2 separate regions of the Gossypium hirsutum genome follow, and region 2 is linked to region 1. Evidence: chromatin contacts called from public Hi-C data. All regions are on one chromosome and are shown on one strand. Each heading gives the region's core, a stretch centred on a gene start, on an enhancer-like site or on the middle of the called end of the contact. The rest is flanking DNA. Distances are from core to core; before and after follow the strand shown. Region 1 holds the start of LOC107956506 (E3 ubiquitin-protein ligase PUB23). Region 2 holds the start of LOC107953148 (dnaJ protein homolog).

Region 1 (7,937 bases), core at 2,132-4,631:
TGCCTCCTTCAACCAATCAAAAGTTGCCACGTGGCAAATTTTTGGTAAAAACACTTAAAATTACAAAAGAATCATAAATTTGTAAAAAAATATAAAATATTTAAAATTTGAAAAAAATAAAAAAGATTATATAAAATCAGTAAAATTTTATAAATAAAATAAATTATTTTTAAAAAATAAAAATTAAATTAAATTCAAAAAATAAACATGATATATTAAAATTCTCTGAATTATAAAAAAATTATAAATCCAAAAAATAAAATTATAAAAAAATTATATATCAAAAAGCTTTCTCGACACTTCTCATCTACTTTATATTTTCTTTATTTTTCTTGGTTTGTCGTTTTTTTTCTTGATTTGGTGTTTTTTTAAGGTTGAGGCTTTGTGTCTGTTCTTTTTTTTTTCATTTTTCTTTTTCTGGGTTTTCAATTTTCAACACTGACGAAAGTTGGTAGAAATTTTTATATTTTTATTGAAAAAATAAAACGCATTTAATACAGTATTCATCTGGCGAGTATGCTTGCTTCAATTCTTTTTTAACTTTTCTGGGTTTCGTAAAACATGACAGAAAGTTTTGGGAAAATGATTATGGGTTTTGAGCCATAAGTTTTGCTAATTTTTTTTATATTTTTAAAATTTTAAATGAATTTTTAGATTTTTATATACTTTTCGAAATTTTCATAAATTTTATATACTTTTTTATATTTTTAATTTTAAAATTTAAATTTTTTTTACATTATATATATTTTTATGAATTTTACATTTCTAGCAATATTTTTTTTTACAAATTTTATGATTTTTTTGTTAATTTTTAAGTTTTACCGAAATGCGCCTCGTGGCGTCTTTCGACTGGCTAGAAGAGGCGGCCGGTTTACAGTGTTAACTTTTGGGGGTAAACCGTGTAAAGGAAACAAACTTTCAGTCCTGAAATACTTTAGGGGCAATTTGCTCAATAAGCCTATTTTGTATTTAATTGTTTGCCAATTGCTTTATTTTACTTTGTTTTATTTATATTTTAATTATTTTAAAAAAATAAAAATAAATTTAACATTTTAAAATATATTAATGCTTAATTTTCAATATTAACAAAAAAAAACGAAATGAATATATTGATGAATGTATTAAATTAATTTCTATATTATTAAATGAAGTAATTTAGTGGGGAGAATTTTAAAAAAGCCTTTTTTAATTTAATGACTTGAATATTTTAAGATAAAAAATTATATGGATTTTAAAGCATTGAGTTGGAAATTTTACCATCAGACTAATCCCAAAACCCGTAGAATCTGAAAGCTCAAATTTGAGAAAATACCCAAATTCAATCTATTTTCCTATTTACTGCATTCATTAAAATAATTCAATGTCTGTTAGGGACTAATTTAATATAATTATAAAACAAGGAAATGATAAACACCCAATTTTGCCCTGCACCACTCCAACTTGAAAAACACCACGTTTTATTTGTTTTCCTTTCCAAAGTCATTTTCCAGCAATTAACCTTTGATTGCGGAAATTCCCTACCAATTTTCATCTCATCAAACTCACTTTTTACTTTCTTCCACTCCCCCGTGTGTTTCACGTGGTCTTTTTTTTTAATTTAATTTAATTTTAATGAAACTTCTTTATAAACAAAAAAATTATAAAATCACCGACAAAAGCAGACTAGTAATAACAATAAATTTATAATTTTATTGAAAAATGCTCCTTTAGCATTCTCTTTTGTTCATCTTTTTAAATTATTACAATAATAAAGGTCCATGAGTAACCAAATATCGAATTGATATTTTCCAAGGCAACTATTCTCACTAAAACACAACCAAATATCATAAATTTTCCTATAAACATTTAAAAGGCAATGGTATTTGATTATTGATCACTCTTTATCATAATCTTTCAACTTAAAACTGAACTACTTAATAAATTTGTGACCGGGGTTACCTTTGGTACCTGGTTAACAGATAAACAGCAATACAGGGAGAACCATTCCATAAGGTGGAGTGTAATCTAAGGATTCCTCTGGCTTTCTCTTTGACATATGCGGCACAATCTGCTTGCATTACCATGCAAAGCTTTGTTACTGCCCCAACCTTCAACATCTCTACAAGTACATGATTTGTTGCAGCATATTTGGAGATTGATTTAAGTATTTGAACAGCTCGATCATCTGTCGCCGGAGAGACTCTTAGGATCCTTTTAGCCACCATGGCTATGCTCCCGGCGTGGCCTAGAAATTGAGCTCTTCCATCGGCACATGAACAGAGATGTGCCAAGAGATTGATGATCAGTTCCGTGACATGCTTTTCGGGTTTCTCCAGCTCAAATTCGATGAGCTCGAAAATCACATTGGCTTCCATCATTTTGGATTTGTTTCTTCCCCAAAGACATGTTTGGATCAAGATGTGCAAGGCGGATTTGGTAGCTTGTTGAGAGGTTTTGGATTTCAGTACCCGTAACATTTGTTTGAAGAATTCGGGTTTCAACTTCTCCAACAACCTTGAATTAGTGACTTCAATCACCCTTTTCAAGATTACCATTACATGAGTCCTGACAATAACAGGATTCTCAGTCTCACACAAAAGAATCCATGTCAAACAGTCTATGAAATCGCAATTTTGATTTACAAGAGCCTTGATTTCACTACATGGTGTCCAAATAAGATGCAGAATCCTCAAAGCTTGTTCAAGACAGCTAATTTTACCTTGTCTGTGACATGTGATTAATAACAAAATTACAGCCTTCGGGACACCTGCTTCCTCCAGACATTTCCGGTTCCTCTCATTGTCCTTGGCAAGGACTTCCATTTTCTTCAAAGCGTTCATATACAAACTAGGGACCCCAAAGTCACGAATGAGTTTAACAACACGGCTCTTGCTGACAGGAGTTTTGGGTGTGGGAACTAAATCCATGCCATTACTTGCATTTGCTGCAGACCATGCCTGAATCAGCCGCCACAGCGTGTGGTTGGGTGTTAAATCAGAATCCGATGGCAAAGCCTGCTTGGTAACGGGGCAGGTCGTGTCCTTTGAAGTCTTCAACCATTGCTCTATGCTTTCCCTGTCGTAAGTGATGCCTGTAACCGCTGTAACAGGGTCCTTCATGATTTGCAGTGATATTGGACAGATGAAATATTGAGGTATTTCTATTTCATCCATTGATTAGCTCAAATTCTAAGATGCTGAAAATTGCCGAGTTTGCTTAAGAAATACAGAGATGTATACAAAACTGATTAGTCAGGCCACAATGATATGAAAAAGAGACTTACATTGTACATATTTAATTGCGATGGATTGGAAGACTAAAACATTTAGACAATTTGTAAGCAAAGGAGAATTCCGAGTATTCTTAAATGTGTTCTAATTTGTGTACTTGGGTTTAATTAATGTAGCATGCAACAAAGTTTAGAATTTCAATTCTAATATTTTACTAAAAAGAACAAATGTTTTGTTACACGTATAGTATTTACAACCCTAAAAAACCAAAACTAATGTTTTATCTATATTCAGCTGGTTCTACTATTTTCTTGTTTTACCGGTCATAGATTCGCGTGTGAGGGCTTCAATGGTCAAAGCAAGAGGAATAATACAAATCACATTGGTTAGAAGTTTCTTGGGGCTGGTAATTGACCACCACCAGTTGGCAATGGTTTATTGGTCAGGCTGTATGCTTCACGCTAAGAAAAGGCAATGGTGGTCCTGGCCTGCCCCATAAAAACTCCTAGATGCCGGGTGTATGAGTAGTAAACTATGGATTATTATGCTTTTAAAAATTCAATTCAAAGTAGGTAAGATCAGGGCAAAATTTGTAGGCCGCACAACTTGGGGCAATGGGACTTTTGAGGAAAAAGAGAAAATACCAAACCAAAACCATATATAATAACGTCTTGATAATGTAATTAGATAATAATAATAAAAAAAGGTTAATTAGGTTATATATCATTTTATTAAAAAATTAAAAGACTATAAATATAAATAAATTTTTAAATGGAATAATGTTATTTGATTCAGTTATATAAACAGATATTATTAATACATAAAATGTAAATTATATATTCTTTTCTAAAATAAGTAAGGATACTCTTAAATATTAGACTCCCATAACATCATTAGTGACCTTATTCCACACACTCAAAGATTTGCAGTGTGATACTCTTGGTTTTTGAACATTATAAGAACCTCGGTTTGCTCTCTGTCTGATTCAATGTTCAGACAAATGGTCAGACATGTGTTCAAACAATAGCTACTCAAACAAATATTTGAACACAAGTTCGAACAGAACACAAGTATTAATTAAATAAGAGGAGGGGAGAAATAAATACAAATTTGTTAATGCAATCCAGATTCACAAATCTACTCTACAGGGCTTCACTTACTGAATGGTTCTTATTCAACAATCTTCCGGATCACGTATTAGTTAAAGCCCAATCTACCATTATACAAAGAAGTAATTGTAGCCCCAATAATGAACCCAATTATTACAAGTCACTCAACCCAAATGACTTTACAATGCAATTAGTAAAATTATCCAATAACAAGCTTAACACAAGAGTCCAAAATACCAAGTAAATGATACACAAATAGCTCGCCAAAACAACTAAAAAAAGGCACTCTCATATGAACAGCACAACAACCACCAAATTGCTCGCCAAAATCTATAGCTTCGCCAAGTAGTTTTGATAAGATAAAACCCTTAATTATAATCTAAATATATTTTTCCAATAATTATCGCAAAATAAATCCTTATCAACCAAGTAAAAACAATTGATAAATCACCAAATAAATAACTTGAAGAATAAGTGTAAGTCTTATGGGATAAGATCTCATAGTCCCTTCAATCATCCAAATTTGACCACTATCGTTTGGGATGAAATAAAACACATTCAGGGACTCTTTTGCTTATGGAGAAAACACTTGTGAAGGCCCAAGTAAAAAAGCCAACATTTCACATAAGTTGTCCCAAGGTCTTGTCTAAACAGTTGCCTAAATAATTGTTTAAACATGCAGTGTTCAAACAAGTGTTTGAAAAAGAGTCAATTTAGCCATGGACAACCTTGGTCCTAACAATCTCCCTTTTTGGCTTTTTGACAGAACATAAGCAAATGATTAGAACTCCGCCTATATTATCATGCCATATAAACATATGAGATACCAAAAACAAATCAACATAACTCATAACAAATGACGTCCAATACACCAACATTGCTCATACAAGAGCACAAATTAACTTCCCCCTAAAACATGACACTATAGTAGCAAAATCATAAAAGCCAACAACAAGGATAAACCAACAAGCTCTCCTTAAAAAATACAGCAACATTAGCAAAAATCAACAACAAGCAACTATCAACTTATCTCCCCCTTTTTGTCAAAAGGCTAAAAGAATCCCCCTATTAGTTATGTTCTATTCCATTCTTTGTTCAAACATGAGTTTAAACATCTATGTTTATTTCAGTTCAACATTTTCTTTCAAAAAGTAATGAGCCTCAACCCAACTTCACGTGAAAATAAGTTCATCTACATGTACTTCCAATCACCAAAAATGGATGCGTGCTAAAAAAATAGCCACCAAGTTAAATAATCTCAAATGCATGAACCATAGTCAACATAAACATGAACCATACCATACCAAAATCAACAAACTTACTCCCTCTTACTCTATGCTCCCCTTATTTGTTTTGCCTTAAGTTTATTTAAGGGGATAAGATGATACCTTTTCAATAGCAAGGGTTATAACTCGTGGAACAATAAGTATCTTTTTCCACAAGATGGAGTATGTTTGACCTTTGAAATATCCTCAATATGATTAACGTGAATTACAACCTCATGCTTCACTTGAGCATCAGTAACTTGATGATATTTAAAGCTCAAATGTGGACTTCACACCAAATTGTCTTGTTCTTCTACCTATCTTAACGATTGTTTGAACAATTATTGTACTGGATTTAACTTTCCAGAAGCCATTTTGGAACTTGAAACAATAAGGCCTAATATGGCCAACCTTTCCATAGTAATGACAAATCATTCTCTTTGTTTTATTCTTCAATTTCATTTTGTTGCAAACAAATCGCTATTTAAGTGATGTTCTATTCAGTTTTGCAATATTAGATTGAAAAATCATTGTTTTTCTCCATTTTTGATCTTTCATTAGCTTGTAACAATGAAATTTAATATGCTCGGCCTTTCTGCAATAAAAACAAATATATCTCTAGTTTTCTGTCACTTGTCTCAAAAGAAGAAGTAGCGACCATCCTTTAGATTTAACAAAATTCATAGGAGATAGGTTTTTTTGACTATGTTCATCATGACCAAGTTTAGGTCATACAACAACAAATGACTAATCACTTTCTTTAATAGTTTTGTCAAGCATCTCATTAGCCTTTTTGAGATCAACATTTATAAAATCCATTATTGCACTTTCATTTTGAACTTTTGATTCTCATCCTTGAAGATACACACTTCCTCTCAAATCATCATTCATCAAACACACAATTTCCAAATTTTAATCATTTGGAAATATGCATTTTCAGGAGTACCAATGTCACAGTCAGATTCTTTAGAAGTTTCATACGCTGTCTAAAAAGGTGTTTGAACAAGTTGGAAAAGCTACATAGTTTCCCAAATCTTCATCCATATCAGAACTATTTTCTCCATCACTCCGAGTGATAGCAATAGAATTCTTCTTCTTGTTGGTATTAGCATATTCATACTGGATATGACCATGACCTTTGCATTTAAAACATTGAACAACCATTTTCTTTGGTTCTGAATTCTCCCTCTTCATATGAGTCTTTATTGTTCCACCAGAAACTAATTTTGTTCCCTTTTTAGAGGGTTTCTTCATGCTCTTTTGAGCAAGGCTAATTTCTCATTGATCTTATTAGTAGCCTCCTTAGTCAATTTTCTTATCTAATTAGGTATTAATTTCCACGCTTTGCTTTTCTAGATTTAGCTCAAAGGTTTTAAATAAACCAACCAACTCATCCAATTTAAGAGTGGTGATATCTTTGGCTTCTTCTATTGCTGTGACCTTGATAACAAAACGTGTTAGCAGTAACATCGGAACTTTTCTCACCAATTTCAAATCAGAAAAACATTTACCAAGACAAAACGCCACATTAAATATGTCACAACTAGTATAGAAATTTTAAATAGTTTCATCTTCATTCATTTTAAGATTTTCGAATCTGGAAGTCAAGATTTGTAATATAAACATTTTGACAATAACATTCATGTAACAACCTGTTTCTCAATAGTGTTGAAAATGGTGGTTCCGAAACCAGATTTCTAACGAGTGAGCCCGTAAATATTATTATTAAATATTTACGAGGTTAGTATAAGGTTTAATTAAATTTTTTGTTCTTTAGTTTTTTCAATCATGTAGTTAATTAAGGTACAATGACTAAATTATAAAAGTAGTAATAATTAATCGCTATATATTTCAAATGCTTAAGAACTTATAAAGTAATTTAAAATAGGGCCTAAAATGGTAATTAATCCATTTTAAAATGTTAGTGCACGACTGGTTTAATAAATTTTATAAATAATATTTAAATTATAATTATATTAAAGTTATAAAATAAAAATAATAAAAAGAAACATAAAACACGAAAAGAAAGAAAACATTTCCCATTTTTTATTTTCATGCATCGAGACCCCATTGTTGAAGAAGAGAGAATTGACCGATTTTTAAGCTTAGGTCCCTTAATTGGTAAGTTCGATTTAGTATTTTTCTTGTAATTTTTATGTTTTAAGTTCCCATGAGCTTGATTTAGCTAACCCGTGTACTATTTTGTAAAAAATTCATTGATGATTTCTTGAAGTTTTTGGTACTAAATTATTAGATTTTAAGCTTAGAAATGAAAAAAAAAGTACTAATTTGTAAAGTAAAATTTGTTAGTTTTGAACATAGGGGCTAAAGTGTAAATATTTTAAAATTGGTAT
Region 2 (7,937 bases), core at 2,268-4,767, 180 kb before region 1:
AGGACTCCTTTGAATTGGAAAGCAAGGCTACAAATAGCTGTAGGTGTGGCAGCAGCATTGGTAAGTCGCAAACTCAAGTATCGAGAGTCTGTGGGTGAGGGAGGAGATTACCGATACAGGGTTTCAAACCCGAAATATACTCAACCTTACTTTGTAAAATTTTTTCTCTGCATATTAGTTTGATCTCTGTATAACATAATGCATACACTATACCGCAGGAATACTTGCTTCTTTTCAGTAACCCACCTGTTTATCATGTCTCCATCAGCTCAAGCAATATCATGTTAGACGAAAACTTTACAGCAAAGGTCAACTTTCATTCCCTTTTGATGTTAGCATTTGTATAGTTAACACTGACATCATAAGAAGATAATAAAAAGTAATGGCCATTATTCTTTCTTTAAAACAGCTATCAGACGTCGGCCTTCTCAGTTCAATTGGAACTTATGTTCCTCATTCCTCGTGTTCAGAAGGTGAGGTGATACCATAGCAAGAGTTGCTTTCCATCCCAATGTGTGTTGATAGAATATGATATTCATTGTTTGGTTGCAGAATGCATGGATCAGGAATGTGGCAACATAGTCTATCAGCTTGGGGTTCTGATATTGGAGCTAATAACAGGGCAGTCATCGGAGCAAGGGGGCACCGATTTAATCCAATGGGTCCAAGGATCTCGGCTAAGCAGTTCCATCCATATGATGATAGATCCAGATCTAGGGAACAATTATGATGCTAGGGAGCTTAAGAAGCTTTTGGTTGTAGCAAGATTATGTATAAAATCCAAGAGTAACCCAAAGTTTCCGGTCTCACAGGTATTTCGTTTTCTGCAGAAAAAGGTACACATTCCCCGAGATTAAGTGTTGGTAAGCAGAGTTTAGTTTTGTTTTGTACAAAGAATTTCATTTATTTTATTTATAGAAACGAAGTTGGAGTTCATTCATTCATGGAGATTTTGCAAGACTAGAACAAATCCAATAAATAAAGAATTGTTTCATTCTGTTTTCAATCATAATGGAATAGAAATGCATGCAAATATGGTACTAGTCTTATTGTTAAAGAAGATTTGGTGCACATGTTGCTAAAATCAAGAGTGGAGGATCCTAGACTGAAAGTGTGGAAATCTTAACTGAGAAAACATTAATTGAAAATAAATAAATAGCCTACAGAGAAATCGACATTTTCTATAAAAATTGTCTGGTAAACAAAGAACACTTCCGGACTGCAACAGAGCAGACTTGCAAAAAAAAACCATACAGTCCCAGTTATGTTACTGTGAAGATCAGCTTCCATAAACCTAGGAATACGAATACTACTCAAACTCAGCTCCAATTCATTACTGTTGAGCACATTGCACTCTCTGGGCACCACCATGCGTATCCTCATCTTCATCATAGGCTTCCTGAGCTACCTGCTGCTTCCTCCTCATCTCCTCTTCAATGTTCACATCGTGTAGCGTGGTCTCCTCACACTCATCTAGCTCCATATCAGTCAAATGAGATGTTGGTTTTGGCGGCAGAATAGCCTCAAGTGCCTTAATCTGATCAGGGTTCAATGAATCAGGGAATTCAACGGTGAAGTGAATGTACATTTTGCCCTTGATGAATGACCTCTGGTACAGGGGCATCCCCTCATCATTGATTGCCTTAAATGAATCTGGGATAAAATGTTACACAAGTTAAAAACCAAGCAATGCAAAATAAGAAAGCCTTAAATGTCCCCGACTACTTACCAGGCTTAACAACCTCTCCAGGAATCGACTTGATTAGAAGTTGTCGACCATCAAGATGGGTAACCACAAACTGGAAGCCACACAAAGCTTCAGTTAGAGCCAATGTATGTTCCACAAACAGGTCTTCTCCCTTTCTCTTGAATTTTGGATGGTCTTTCTGCTGAAGGACAAAGACTATGTCCCCTGTAATGGTATCGGGCTGCAGAGCACACCAAACATCAATAAAAAATCAGTTAGGCCCCATGTTACGGTGCATATACTAGACTAATTATTGAATCATAAAACATACAGCCTCATCAGCTTCGCCTGGGAACGTAATCTTCTGTCCGTTCTGCATACCCTTTTCTACAATGACTTCCAGCACTTTCTTCTCCTGAACAACCTTCTCACCTTTACACTGAGGGCAGCGGTCCTTGTCATTTATCGTCTCACCCGTACCCTTGCATTCATTGCAAGGATGTTGCATTTGCTGAATCATGGAAGGACCAAGGTGCCTGACTGAAATCTTCATACCAGAACCCTGGCAACCAGGGCATTGCATTGAAGCTCCAGATTTCGAACCCTTGCTGTAATAAATAACACAATTACATGTAAGCAAATACTACCAACAGTTCCAAACATAGGGGAAAAAAGGAAAGAAGAAAACTATTAACTTACCCACTGCACTTGGAGCATATCACATTGCGGGAAAGTGAAAGCTTCTTTGAGGTCCCAAGGTAAAGATCCTCCAGAGACACCTTCAGGGGATGAACTACATCCTCTCCCCGTCTCTGTCTCCTTCCTCGACTGCTAGCACCTGGTTATCCACAATAACACCATGATGCAATCATCCTAATCTCCATAAAATTCTACCCCACAAAAACCATACAATTATCAAATTTCTCAACCATTTATCAGTATAGCACCAAGTCATCAAACAAGCCGATATTCAAGTGTTAAATTTAGAACGAAAGTGATTATGCTCCTAAAAGACAATCCAACATTAAACAACATAACAATGGTTTCAAATACCGGAGCCTATTCTTCAGTCAGAATCCTCTAAATAAGAAAAATAAAATCGACTATATCCTTAAACCCAAGAAGACATTCCAGAACGGAAGGAAAGTAATACTCAAATAACCCTATTTTAAACTAATCCTCACCTCCAAAGGGACTACCACCGAAGAAGGATGAAAATATATCAAAGGGGTCATGAGCCGCGGCTCCACCACCCATTCCTTCCTTGAGAGCATCCTCACCGTACTGATCATATATCTCACGTTTCTCAGGATCACTCAAAACCTCATAAGCTTGAGCTAACTCTTTAAACTGCCAATCAACCAAAACACAAAAAACAAACCCAGCAAGCAAAATTAGCGATAAAACGATTACACCCACAATTAACCAGAAAAAAACAAGAAGCAAAGATTGTACCTTTTCAGGATCACCACCTTTGTCTGGATGGTTTTTAATGGCGGCTTTTTTATAAGCTTTCTTTAAATCATCGTGGGAAGCATTCTTGGAAACACCCAGAATCTCATAGTACCTCGTATTATCACTCTTCTTGGGTGCTCTTCCAAACATCTTTTTTTATCTTTTTTTGTTTTTTTTGTTTTCAGCAGTCTAGTGTATCAAAACAACTTTCTTATTCACTTTATTTCGGGGGAGAGAGAGAATAATAACACAACAGAAAGCCCTGAACCAGGAAAAGAAGAAAAGAATAAATCAAAATGGCGTGGTTCCGACGTAATTGGGATGGACTCCCTTTTATACGACCAGATTGTTTAATGTGGACTATTGAGATTTGGCATCCCTTTTCTTGTTTCCAAGTCTCTACAACCTTTACCATTTCTTTAACAAATATTTTAAATTTTATTCATAGATGGAGTGAGTGATAAAGGAATTTAAAATTTAATATTATTAAACAGTCATTAACTTTTTTATTTTTTATTTAAACATAAAATAAAAATATTAGAAGTAAAATTGTGATAATAATATTAATTACAATTTTTTTAAAAAAATATTTCTATAATTTTATAATTAAATTAGTGATTCGATTAAGAGTGAACCCAACTCAATAAAATACTTTAATAATAAATTTGATAAAAGAATTTATAATACTTAAAATTTATCACAGCTTTAATTTAACTTTTATAGAAAATAATTCTTCTTAAATATAATATGATTTAGAAATAGAAATAAATTAGAATAAAGTAATAAAATTTATCAAATATCTAAAATGAGCCATCCTCCATCCATTCAAGTCACGATCAGAGCACGAATACAAGGACTTAGTATGCAGGATCCTAGGCCAAGCCAGCAAACAATTGGAATCGTTTCTACCACCCAACAGATGGGGATCAACCCTATGCTGGTCACTACAAGATGGCAACCTGGTACCACAAGTCATTGAAGCATGCATCCATTACACTGTGTGTCAGATTATAGGCTTTGGCAGGCTGGCTTGCAAGAGCCTGCTGGAGACCAATGAGAGTCTTATGTTAGAATATACGAGGCATGGGTTAGTTCCGGATATTTTATGAATGCATGAAATTAACCCAAGGGTATAGCGTCTATGTGTTCCCATATGTATCAAGGTGGCCGGAAAGCTAGGTTTTGACTACTGTACGAGGGTATAGATAGCACTGGGAAAGGAGGGGGCTTAGTAATTATGTGGATAAAAGAAAAGCATCAAATCTTTGCTTATGTCGAGGATTCGCCCAATCATTTTTGGTTATCACTAATATACGGCCATCCCTCCCTTTCACTTTGAGCAGCCGATGAGCTTCAAAATTATGAAGGGCCATGACTTTCCTTTTCTGGATGGGAAATTAAATTGGTATTAATTTAATTTTGAAAGTGGAAGGGAAATAGGGCCTTTTCTATCTTAAATTAGATTTTGTTTAATTTTTGCTTTAATTAACTTAAAATCAATTTTAAATACTTTTTAAAAATTTTCACATGAATTAGAATTGATATTTGGATATCCACTTACGTTTGTTGTTTGAAAAAATGAATTTATTTTAAATAAAATTATATTTTTAGAGTGAGAACCTCGTTTCATAAGATATGGTATTTCCATATTTGAAAAACCGAAGAGACCAAAAGAAAAGAAAAAGAAAAATTATTTTCTTTGATTTTTCTGCTTTAGAAGTATAAATAAATAAGTAAAAACTTGAAAATAAAAATAAAAATTTTAGTTGAGTGGTAAAATTTTATTGATGTAAATATTATAAGATCAAATATCACCTATACAAATTATTTATTGTTTTTAAATTAAACCAATAAACTACACTCGAATAATATAAAGATATTTTGTAATTTTTTAACTTAATTAAATAAATTAAATTGATTTATTTTATTTTTTTAGAAACTAAATTACTTCTAATCATTTGACAAAAAATAAATACTTCTTATGAAGCAATTACAGCGATAGCTTTTAAATTGAGAATCAAATTGTTTTTAACCCTTAGATCAAAATGAATAAATCTAAACTTTAGATTCAAGATTTAATCTACTTCACTAAAATAAAGAGCACAACACCCAATATTTCCTCTCTTCTTTTTTTTTCTTTTCATTGTGTGATACAAGTTTTAGGTTGAAAAAAATTTGGAGAATCTCTTGCACTACATTTGGTTCAATACAATAAAATGAAGTTGTAATGGAATAGAGCCGTAATCAGTAATTAAATTGTATGGTTGAATGGATTGGAATGGAATAAAACTGTAATAGTATTCTTATGTTTGATTGAATGAAATATATGTTTGATTGAATGAAATATATGTTGTAATAACATAAGCAAAAAAGTTGAAATGACCAGAGTACCCTTAGTAGAATTTTCTTTTAAGTAGATGATTATTGTTATTGCTATTAAATTTTAATAGGATTATTATTAAATATAATTTAATAAAAATAATAAATAATTTAATCATATTTTAATATAATTATTAAATAAAATTTAATAACATTCTCAACATAATTATTATTAAAATATGAATTAATAAAAATAAAAATATATAATATTAGAAAAATAATATAAAACATGCTTTATTATTTTTAAACTGCAATGCATATTTAATGTGCTAGAATATCATTAGCGAAACAAATAATTTAATTATCCTCTAAACTAAAAAACAAAAGATTAGAAGTAATAAATAGTTGGAGAATTATATTTGACATCCAAATATAATGTTAATACATTAACAAAAGGTTACATGATGTCATTAACTTATATGCCATAATCTATATGTCATCAAAAAGTTATAACACTATGTGGCATTCTATCATGTCATTATACTATCCAAATATTATATATACAAAAAGTTACCAAAACACCACCAACACAATCATGATTTTTAATGGGTAGAAATAAATTTTCTCACCCATTCCGATCATACAGAAGAAGTTAGACTTAAGAAACGAGCATTTGCGTTGGATAATTTGGAATTTTGCTCAACGTTTGAAAGCGCTCATCCTCAATTAGTCCTTCTACATCACATAAGGCCATATATAATTTTTGGGCATTTTCTTGAATGAGCATTCCCTACTTCTCTTGAATTAGCACTTTGGAGGCAATGCTCCTACTTCTGTATATTTTTCCCCAATAATGTGGCAACATCAACAAGTGAAGTAGAAGAAGTTTATTCACTTACATCATAAATATTTTTTTCTTTGTTGAAAATGTGGAATCATCTTGATTTGACTCCGACGGTTGCGATTGTGTAACCGAGACATCCATCTTATTCAAGGAGACATAAGCTTCGCATCCATGGTAATTGCATCATTCTTTAGGATTTTTTGTAGTAGCTACATCCTTAACATCTATTTCTTCAATAGTATCAACAACTATTTGAACATCTTTCTCAGTGGCTCGATCTTTTGCGTATATGGAAGTAAGTTGGTCATAATAATGGAAACTGTGATATCTGAATTGATCGACTTCTTTATGACTCTATAAAAAAGAAGGAACCTACATTAGATATAAGTTTGGTCAAAACAAGATAATAAAGACGGTAACTAATTCTTACACTTATATATGAGTTCCACGCAACATCTTTAGCAATAACCATCTGCCTATGCTCTTTCCGACCAAATCTGCTATTGTTTTTTTCCTCTGAGCATGTCACAAAAGATTACCCATTCCTTTTTCAATATCCTAATCCTCAATTTAAGATTAGGACTAGCCTTCAGCATAGCATGAGGTAAAATTTTTTCTAACATTCTTTCTAGCTTATTTAATTAATCAGCCTTGAATCTCGTGTTTGCGTTAAAAGTTCTAACATTTTGCAAGTCGACCATACAGACAACCAACACAGCATCTTCTTTTAGAACTCATTGCCTTTTGGTTCCTCAAAAATTTTGGGAAGAAGTTGCATTTGGTTGTGAAAAGCCTAAAATAACTATCATAAGAAAAATGCAAATTAAAATTAAGTTCGATATTATGAATCAGAAGGTAGACACTTTATAAAATTATAACACATAAAGAATCAAAAAAAATTAAAGTTGTAATTCAACAAGTTTAGTACAATACATAAAGACAATACAGACAACACCAAAGTTTCATAAACTAGATACATGAAATAACATAAATAAATTAACATTCTACTATATTTTAATAAACCTAACCAATTTCTAGATGCTTTCCATTCATAGAACATTTAGTTGGCTAATTCCATCCTCCAAGTAGCCCATGCATCCAATGGATGAATATTTACGATATTCGGTTCATCGTTCTCTATCACATTACTAGGTAATCCTTCTGTCAACTCTGCTTCAATAGGATCAAGACTCATATAGGTTCAAATAAAATAAGGTTCAAATAAAATATGGAGCAAGCAACATGCAATAATGATTTTATTGTGCACCCTCAAAGGATAAAATGGACTCTTAAGTATTCCCCATCTAAGTTTTAATAACCTAAAAATCTAAGTTTTAATAACCCAAAACATCTTTCAATAACATTAAGCGCCGAAGCATGTTTCATATTGAAAAATTCTTATAGAGTACTTGGTTGATGACCATGATGCCATTCATTCAAATGATATTTTTTCCCCTAAAAAGCACAACAAAACCTTCACAATTTGTGTAACCAACATCAACTAGATAATAACTACCTATGAAAAAAAACTATTTATCATGAATAACTTTCCCAAAAAAGTATGCTCTTAAAAATTAATTCAAATTCCTCCAATTCTGCACTTTACCATAAAAAACTTTTAGTCCATATCTC

The links. A called contact is a pair of places that touch in the nucleus more often than the background predicts.
Region 2: a contact with region 1 is called in a Hi-C map of leaf, with 2.6 times the contacts expected there. The contact joins the promoter of LOC107953148 here to the promoter of LOC107956506 in region 1. A contact is called at or near these places in 2 of 34 Hi-C or Micro-C datasets (both in leaf).

What each region holds. Positions count from the first base shown.
Region 1 is chrA07:21,531,973-21,539,909 of Gossypium_hirsutum_v2.1, reverse strand. It overlaps LOC107956506 (E3 ubiquitin-protein ligase PUB23), which reads right to left and starts at 3,381. Exons shown (of 1, transcript XM_016892142.2): 1 at 1,710-3,381. The coding sequence starts at 3,152. The coding sequence ends at 1,935.
Region 2 is chrA07:21,710,056-21,717,992 of Gossypium_hirsutum_v2.1, reverse strand. LOC107953148 (dnaJ protein homolog) reads right to left here and starts at 3,517. Exons shown (of 6, transcript XM_016888386.2): 1 at 3,143-3,517; 2 at 2,872-3,037; 3 at 2,387-2,525; 4 at 2,019-2,295; 5 at 1,730-1,928; 6 at 1,157-1,653. The coding sequence starts at 3,292. The coding sequence ends at 1,334. It overlaps LOC107953149 (probable receptor-like protein kinase At1g49730), which reads left to right. Exons shown (of 7, transcript XM_016888387.2): 4 at 1-60; 5 at 219-308; 6 at 410-473; 7 at 553-994. The coding sequence ends at 857.